2 separate regions of the Mus musculus genome follow, and region 2 is linked to region 1. The links are chromatin contacts, called in public HiChIP or PLAC-seq maps. All regions are on one chromosome and are shown on one strand. The core of a region is the stretch at or near the end of the contact, and the rest is flanking DNA. Distances in the headings are between cores, read along the strand shown.

What was found. HiChIP or PLAC-seq counts read pairs in DNA pulled down with a chosen protein or histone mark.
Region 2: a contact with region 1 is called in an H3K27ac HiChIP or PLAC-seq map of neural progenitor cells, with 5 times the contacts expected there. The contact joins the promoter of Poc5 here to the enhancer-like site in region 1. A contact is called at or near these places in 1 of 39 promoter capture datasets (maxillary cranial neural crest), 1 of 484 Hi-C or Micro-C datasets (olfactory sensory neurons) and 4 of 115 datasets of contacts at active chromatin or transcription factors (astrocytes, embryonic stem cells, forebrain and 1 more).

What each region holds. Positions count from the first base shown.
Region 1 is chr13:96,167,364-96,171,310 of GRCm38.p6, forward strand. No RefSeq gene overlaps it. Among named protein-coding and RNA genes, the nearest start is that of Gm29543, 37 kb to the left of the region's middle. Within about 2 kb of position 1,883, at least 33 of the 459 cell types and tissues checked have an H3K27ac peak or open chromatin away from gene starts, as enhancers often do. A contact at or near this core is called in astrocytes, forebrain and neural progenitor cells, where this site is marked.
Region 2 is chr13:96,386,822-96,390,700 of GRCm38.p6, forward strand. Poc5 (POC5 centriolar protein) reads left to right here and starts at 1,473. Exons shown (of 13, transcript NM_026173.3): 1 at 1,473-1,710; 2 at 3,402-3,541.

The DNA.
Region 1 (3,947 bases), core at 633-3,132:
TATGTATGTTCATCATTGTATGCACAGTACCTGTGGATGTCAGAAGAGGGAAGTGGCCATACTTCCTTTGGAACTGGAAGTATGTTCAATTGTGAGTCACCATGTGGGGGACTAGGAACTGAAGCCAGGCCCTCTGCAAGAACAGCAAGTGTTCTTAACCACTGAGCCCTCTCTCTAGCTTCTGGCTTCAGTGATATAATTCTGATTTGTAGATAATTTCCTTTGGGAACTTTGATTCCAGCACATCAAGGTAAAAGAAGTGCAGTAAATTAAAGTAGAAGTTTATCAACCTTTTATTTCATATATGATTACTCTTGTGTGTGTGTGTGTGTGTGTGTGTGTGTGTATGTGTGTGTATGTGTATGTGTGCATGTGCGTGTGAATATGCGTGTGCATATGCGTGTGTATGTGTGTGTGTGCATATGCGTGTGTATGTGTGTGTGTGCGTGTGTGTGTGTGCATGTGTGTGCCACAGTGTACACATATAGTACAGGGGACAAATCCTACTTGCTAGTTTTGCTCAGCAACACCTTTATCTGCTGAGCTTCACAGGCTCATAAACAGGTTTTAAGATTAAAGTTTTTAAAGTTCTGGCATCAAGAGGTGGGAAAGGTACACTAAAGAGTTAAAACTTTCATAGAAAAAAATGAGAGAGGTTGAGGAATGCTAAGTAAGTAATAAACAAACTAGGGAGGACACTGCCATTAGTTAGGAGATCCACCATCTCTGCACTTGATGAAGGTGATTTTAATTCCTGGGTCTTTGGGACTTCAGACCCCTCTCCCTCTCCCTCTCCCTCTCCCTCTCCCTCTCCCTCTCCCTCTCCCTCTCCCTCTCCCTCTCCCTCTCTCCTTCTCCCTACCCCCCTCTCTCTCTCTCACGCGCGGACACACACACACACACACACACACACACACACACACACGCACCCGCACATGCACACACACATACACACACAACCTGATAGCTTACACTGTGTATAATCATGATACATAGCACAACACGATATAGTGAATTATATACACACTGTGGAATGACTAACTCTAGTTAATTAACATATGCATCAGGTCACATAATTACTATGAGGTATAATTACTATCTTCCACAAATTTCTTATGTTACTTCTGCTGGTGGTGATGGAATATCTTTTAATAGCATAATCCCTTTTTCTCATCAATAACATATGAGTTTTATGGATTTAAAGCAATCAGCTTATATGCTTTAGCCTCATTTGGGAATAACCCAAATGCCATTACCAGAGGGCACAGACACTTGAGGTCCAGCCACAACTATAGTTACACTGGACATTCAGGAAGGCCCAGACTGCAGCATTGGCCACCACCCTGATCAACCTCCCAAGCATGTTGGGAGAGAGAAGTCAGACAGGAAAATGCACTGTGATCCCAATTACAGATATGTTCAAATCAGGCAAGATGGTAGCCTGTTATCACGGTTCCTCTTGGGGCCAGAAGACGGATGAGGCAGTCCTGAGTGCTGGAATGGTTTTGTTCTTCGTTTGGGTGCTGCTTATTTGAATAGATTCTTCTTGTCAAAATCCACAAGTCAGGGCACCTAGAGTTTTACTTACTGTATACACACATCACGTTTCGATCACAGGATACCCAGATTATTAGAAGCACTGGGGGAAATTCTATTAAATGTGAGACTGTCAAATGATAACAACGGGGAAAATCACAATTCCTGTTCTCAGCAGATGCATAGAAGTGCTGTTTAGATGAGGGTTGGAAAGGAGCCAGAGCATTAAAGTAATAAAGACAGGGATGGAAAAAAGCCCCAATTTCCGTAATGGGTGGAGCCACTGGCAGAGTCGTGACTAGAAAGAATGCTTGAGGCAGTCCTGCAGCAGACATCCCTAAAGAGACATGGCAGATTTCTGCTAGGATTTCACACCACTGTGAAAGACTGGGGTCTGTCTCCGTCCCTAAACACACCTTCAGAGAGGCCTTCTGGGATCAGAGCCCACGTCTTTTCATTTTAAAAATACCAACTTGGCAGCACCGGTTCGTCTGCGAGCACTGTTTTGTTTCTTTCTCATTTTATGTGAACACTGTAGCACTGTGGAGTTCAGCAGGCTGTTAGAAAAAGCTCTCTCGGTTCAGTAAGGAAAGCCTTTCAGAGCCTTTGTTTGCAATAGTGCGTCCTTCAGACAATCACATGGATCGGAACTGCTCTGCCAAGGTTTTGAAACAGATTCTACTCATCTAGTCAGGCACCCTGTGATCAGCCTTGCTCTGTCTTTAAAGATTCAGACCTACACACATACTAGCAACATTATATAGACAGAGCAGGTTGTATTTATATATATAGGTATACATACATACAACATACATATGCACACAGATGTATAAACAATGTGAGAAAATGAGGCCATAAATTTGAGAGTCTGCTGAAGCAAGGGTAGTTTATTGGAGGGGTTGGAAGGAGGAAAGGGAAAATTTAAATTTTTGTTTCACAAAACATAAAAAGACTAATCAACTCACACCTCCTCTGCAAAGCCCTCCACACAACCTTTCCAAATGCGCTTTCTCACTGGTTTCTGTTGAACTCACCTGGACCTTCATCTTAGCTCTTTTAAAGGGTGATAGCATAATACAGTGGTATGGTGGCCTTGGGGTTATAAAACTTTTAAAATAATTTTTATTTTCTTTGAATATTCCATTTTCCCAATTACTAGTTAAGATTGTTTTATTAAGAATGCTTGCGAAGTATCAGACATAGAAGATATATCAAAGACATTGTTCCCCCTATCTTATATCTTCCTTATCCTGTATCTGCCTTATCCTGTACCACCTTATCCTGTGTTCCACATCCTGTATCCCTTTACCCCATAACCCCTTATCCTGTATCCACTTGTCCTGTATCCCCCTATCTAGTACCCCTCATCCTTGTGTTGTCCGCCACTCACCAAGCAGACCAATCCTGGCACTATAGAGAAGAAGACTGAGTAATCGTTGTAAGCACCAGGCACTGGAGCCCATTGGAGACCATCTTGGAGGCTGGATACCAGAGGTGGACATCATGACTGAATGGAACGCATCCTTCTTTCTAAATGAGCTTTCTTCATGAGTAGGATAGCTTGCACCTTAGCCTTAGGTACTCAGGTTTCCAATAAGCAAGTTATGTTAACCAGCATGAGCATTCTAAGATAACACACAGAAGCTGCCAATTCTCCTAAAGTCCTGGGATTAGCTAGAAACCACATCTAGCCATATTCTATTAGGTAAAGCAGGTCCTTATGGGTAGTTCAGGCAGAGAGGGTAGGATAGACACTACATTTGCAGCTTTGTAGGAAAGATAGTCTACTCTAAGTAGAGCAGAGAGTGCAAAGGAGAGACAGGATAGGTTCTCTGGGAGAAGTGAGCCCTGAGGCTGCCTTTGACATAACTGAGACCAGGAGAGAGGAGGACCAGCACTTAGGCCATGCAGAAGCCAAAAACACTCTGCAGCTGGAATAACAGGAATAGGCCAGAAAGCATGAGCCACATGTGACATGCATAGGGATCTCTTGGCAGGGGCATGTATGAACAGACAGGAGACAGGGCAGAAGAGAGCCACCAAAGGATCCTACATGCTACACTGAGCTCCCAGACTTGGGAGGATGTTCTGTAAGTTTTTGACATGCCCTTCACATGTCCTTGAAGCAAGGATTTGGACGTTTATGAAACATTGACCACATGCTGGGTGCTGAGCTAAATATCGTATATACAGTTCATTTCATTTTTACTGCAAATTGGTAAGGTGAGTCTGGTCTTGATCTTATAGAGGGGGAAACTAAAGCTTATGAGTTTGAAGTTCACAATAGTAGACCATCTGGGACTCAGACTTGAGCCTGTTCAAAAGCCTGCATCCTCAACTCATCATCTCTAGTCATAAGTCCCCAGGGACAGAACACTTCAGATATTAAAAGGGACACCTGAGAGATGCAC
Region 2 (3,879 bases), core at 223-2,722, 220 kb after region 1:
CTTTTATAAAACACAACAGGGTCACCATGTAGTATTCAACTGAACAACAATTATTAGAACGAAGTATAAAATTATTTCTAGTGGTAGTAATTTGTCTTTTAAAATAAGCTTAGGGGAGGAAATCAACACAGCTAATGCCAACAAAAATTTTTTGTGATCTTCTTCGTTATCATTCAAATATAAGAGCCAGTGAAATGGCTCAATGGGTAAAAGCACTTACCACCAAGCCTTATGACCTGCGTTCAACCCCCAAGTCAGGTCACACGTGGTGAAAATAGAGACTATTTCCCCTCACCACACACACACACACACACACACACACACACACACACACAGAGAGAGAGAGAGAGAGAGAGAGAGAGAGAGAGAGAGAGAGCATAACTTTTAAAAGATAATAAAAGTCTAACTCTTGACAAACAGAAGTAGGTGAGGCTGCAGCTGTGCCACTTCCGTATACAGAAAAAAGAAAGTGACATCATGTAGGTTACAAAAGGGGTGGGGGGGATCGAACAGATTATTCTTTTCTAGTCTGGGGTCCGAAATGTCTGTTTTAATATATTAACTCATTTTATCTCCCTAGACCGTATTATGTGGGTAGCATTACCGAAGGTGTTAATGAGTACTTACTAAAGCCAAGTTTTAAGTTGTAATTGTGTTCTGTCTTTTAAGGTCGCGATATTCCACCAAAAGTTTCTGTTTGCAGCTTACAGCAGTTAGGTCATCAGTAAAACTTAGGCTGGTTAGACTCAGTCATGTTGGTTTAAAGTAGCTGCCAAGGGCTACTTTGGGAATTATCTGTTGGGTCTGTGATAGTAAACAATTTTACAGTATTAAATTACGTTGCTATGGATTTAGAAGTGAATTACACTGGATTCTCCCTGTTTAGCCTTCTGTATTTTATTTTAGCTGAGATGTCACCAAAGTTAGGATCTATGTTTAAATTTTTGAATACCCCACACAGAATAAACCAAGGGAAATGCCCTGGAGTTGCAAGTCAAAAACAAACAAACAAGCAAACAAAAAACAAAAAACTTAGGCTGGCAGTTTGTTATACCCTCATCCTCATAATTACATTATTCGTTAAACTCCCTAACCCAAAACTAAAGAAATCAATAGAGGGCATCGGACATTTGTGTTTTTAAGAGAGCAGCTGCCGGGCCAGTGGCCTTGCGGCCTGTTATCTGTGCATGAAACGAAATCTCGAGGCTTTATGCCTATGTCATCCTCATTGTTGAAAATAAACAGCACTCAGCTTTCACAGATTTGCGAAGATAATTAAATTTGTCTGCAGTGCCGCCCCGTAGTAGTCCTCAGGCACAGAGCAGCACCGAGCATGCGCTCTGTTCTGGGAACTCTGGGCCGGCTTTTGCCTGTAAATCTCCTACTTCCGGCTTGTCCCGCGGAGATACCTTGGGCTCCGCCCACTTACCACGGACCAATCAAGTTTAAGATTGCTGAAGCTGTGGACCAATAGTTAGGGCTGTCTTTCATCAGGGCCCTCAGTTTGAAACTGTCAAGTGGCTGCTAGGGGAGCCGCTGTGCTTGCTTTGGTTGCGGCGGCGACGCCGTCTGTCGCAGCGAGTCAGGAGCCGAGGTTTCGCCGAGACGGTGGATCCCGGTGGCGGCGCCCAGGCCGGTTCCTCCCTGGCAGGATTGGGAGCATCGTCCCTGGAGGTGCCAGAAAGAGAAGACACAAGTGATGCGAACTAAGTAGGTCCTGTTCTTTAGGACGTGGGGACATAGCCAAACAGAACGTTGTTTTTTATTAAGAAAGAATTAGATTTAAATGGGGCCGGATTGGAGGATGGTGAAAGAAAACTTGGAAGGGCCTGGTGCTCGCCCTCTCTTTGCGTGCAGTTAAGACGGGAGAAGTCACCTTGCGGCCAGCTACACGTTGGTTCGTTCTCCGCCTCTTAGAGATTGCGTTTGAATTCCCCGAGTCCGCTTTTCAGTTAAGTTGTACCAGTAGCAAAGAGAAGCATTCAAAGTATCTTGTGGTTTCAGCTTAGGTTAAAGAGTGCCGAGAATGTAGTGGAATGGTGCGTGTCACCCTCTAAAGCACCATTCTTCTGAACCCAGAAACTGAAGAAATGCTACTGTTTTCGTCTCACGTTATTTCTCCTGCCTGTTTGCAAAGAGCAGGGATAAATGGCAGATAACGTATTTTCCAAAAGTCCGATCGCTTTCTGACCGCAATATGTTTTTAAGAAACAATTTTGGCGTCTGATCATACCAGCTCATTTGTTACTAAAATAATCCACAATTCCCAACTCTGGTTGCCTACCAGGTCTGCAAACAAGTCATAAGGGAAAATGTAATTAAAATTAAAACGGATCAAATTACCACAGTGGTTGATTTGAGACTAGTGAAGTGTTCATTCTTCGATGCAGATCCATGCCTATTTTATCTTCCCTGCATGGCTTAATGAAAGACAGTCACAGCTCAGACTTAGTTTACTTATCCTCTGGAACCATACCAATGCTGAATAAAAGAGAAATTCCCTTTGCACAATTCTGGCTGCACCCTGGCTTTCTATTCTGTGGTTTTCCCTGCATCTCTCCCTTCTTCTTCAGTGTCTTTATCTCAATTGTTTTCTTAGCAAACTATAATTGAGGCCTGCTCCAGGGGCAGCTGAAACTGTCACGGGTGTCAAGGCAGCCTCCTGATCTGCATGCTGGGGGCCTTCCTTGCCCCCTTCTGGCCAGTGACCCTCATACTGCTCTCCACACAATTCCGGTGTTCTGGCTGCCTCCCATCTTTCTCCTGACACTTCACTGTTCCTTAAAAGCTAGCAGTTTTAGGTTCCTCTTCTCAGAGCAGTCCTCTGTTAGGATTATGAACTCCTTTGAAATCATGTTTGAATCTAAAAATCCTTCTAGAAAATACATATGTTTATATTCTAAAAGTGTGTGCAGTTGTGTTTGGTCTGCAGGATAGCAGTTCTTTTACCACAATGGGGAATCCCATCCATCCCCATTTCTTTCGTATTACCCCAAGAGGTCAATGCCTCCTCAGTCTAAATCTCCAGCCTATGCTTGTAATACAGGCAAAGGCACATCCTAGCCATTGTGAATTCCAGTGCTCGGAGCTGGGTGCTGAGTAGCCAACGTAGTCACATAACCGCTATCCTTCTGTAACCACAGAATTCAGCAGATTGATTCCCAGATCCTGCAGATGCCTACATCTACAGATGTTCAAGAGAACTATATAAAATGGCATAGTGTAGCCTATGACATATACCACCCTTCACACTTTAAATTATGTCCACTTTACATAGAACCCTAATATAGTATAAATGCTAGGTAAGTTGTTATTGCACAGAATTGTCTAGGGGATGGCGATAAGAAAAGTCTGTGCATGTCAAGACCAATGTGATTTTAAGAAATACTTTTGGCCCACAGATGAGTAAATCCATAGGAGCCCAGGGATACTGACTCCTGCGTGCCCACAAACCCGATGCTCCAGAGGCAACCTCATGCCGGCACAGCTGGTACTGAACTTGCTGACCTTCCAGTTCCATTGTGCTACCGTCCTTGCTTCGGTGAGTAGTAGCATGTTTCATCTAGTTACTCTGGACACAAATCTGAGCACATCAGTAGTCCCCACTTGGATGTTTAAGTGGTCATTGGTCATGAGCCCACATTGTCATCACCGTCGCACAGCTGCCTCAGAGCCACACCTCAGAGCCCTTGCCAAGGCTGCATTCTGGTTTAAGGACCTCATTTTGTCTCCCAGGTTGATACTTAAAAGAACCCTTACTGCTTGGATTCCTACAGCTGGCTCTCGATTGGACTCTATAGTTTTAGAATCCAAATCTGTCCTAAAGCTGCCAGAGTAGTATTTCTTTTTTAAAATGTGATTTTTTGAAAAGCGCAGTGT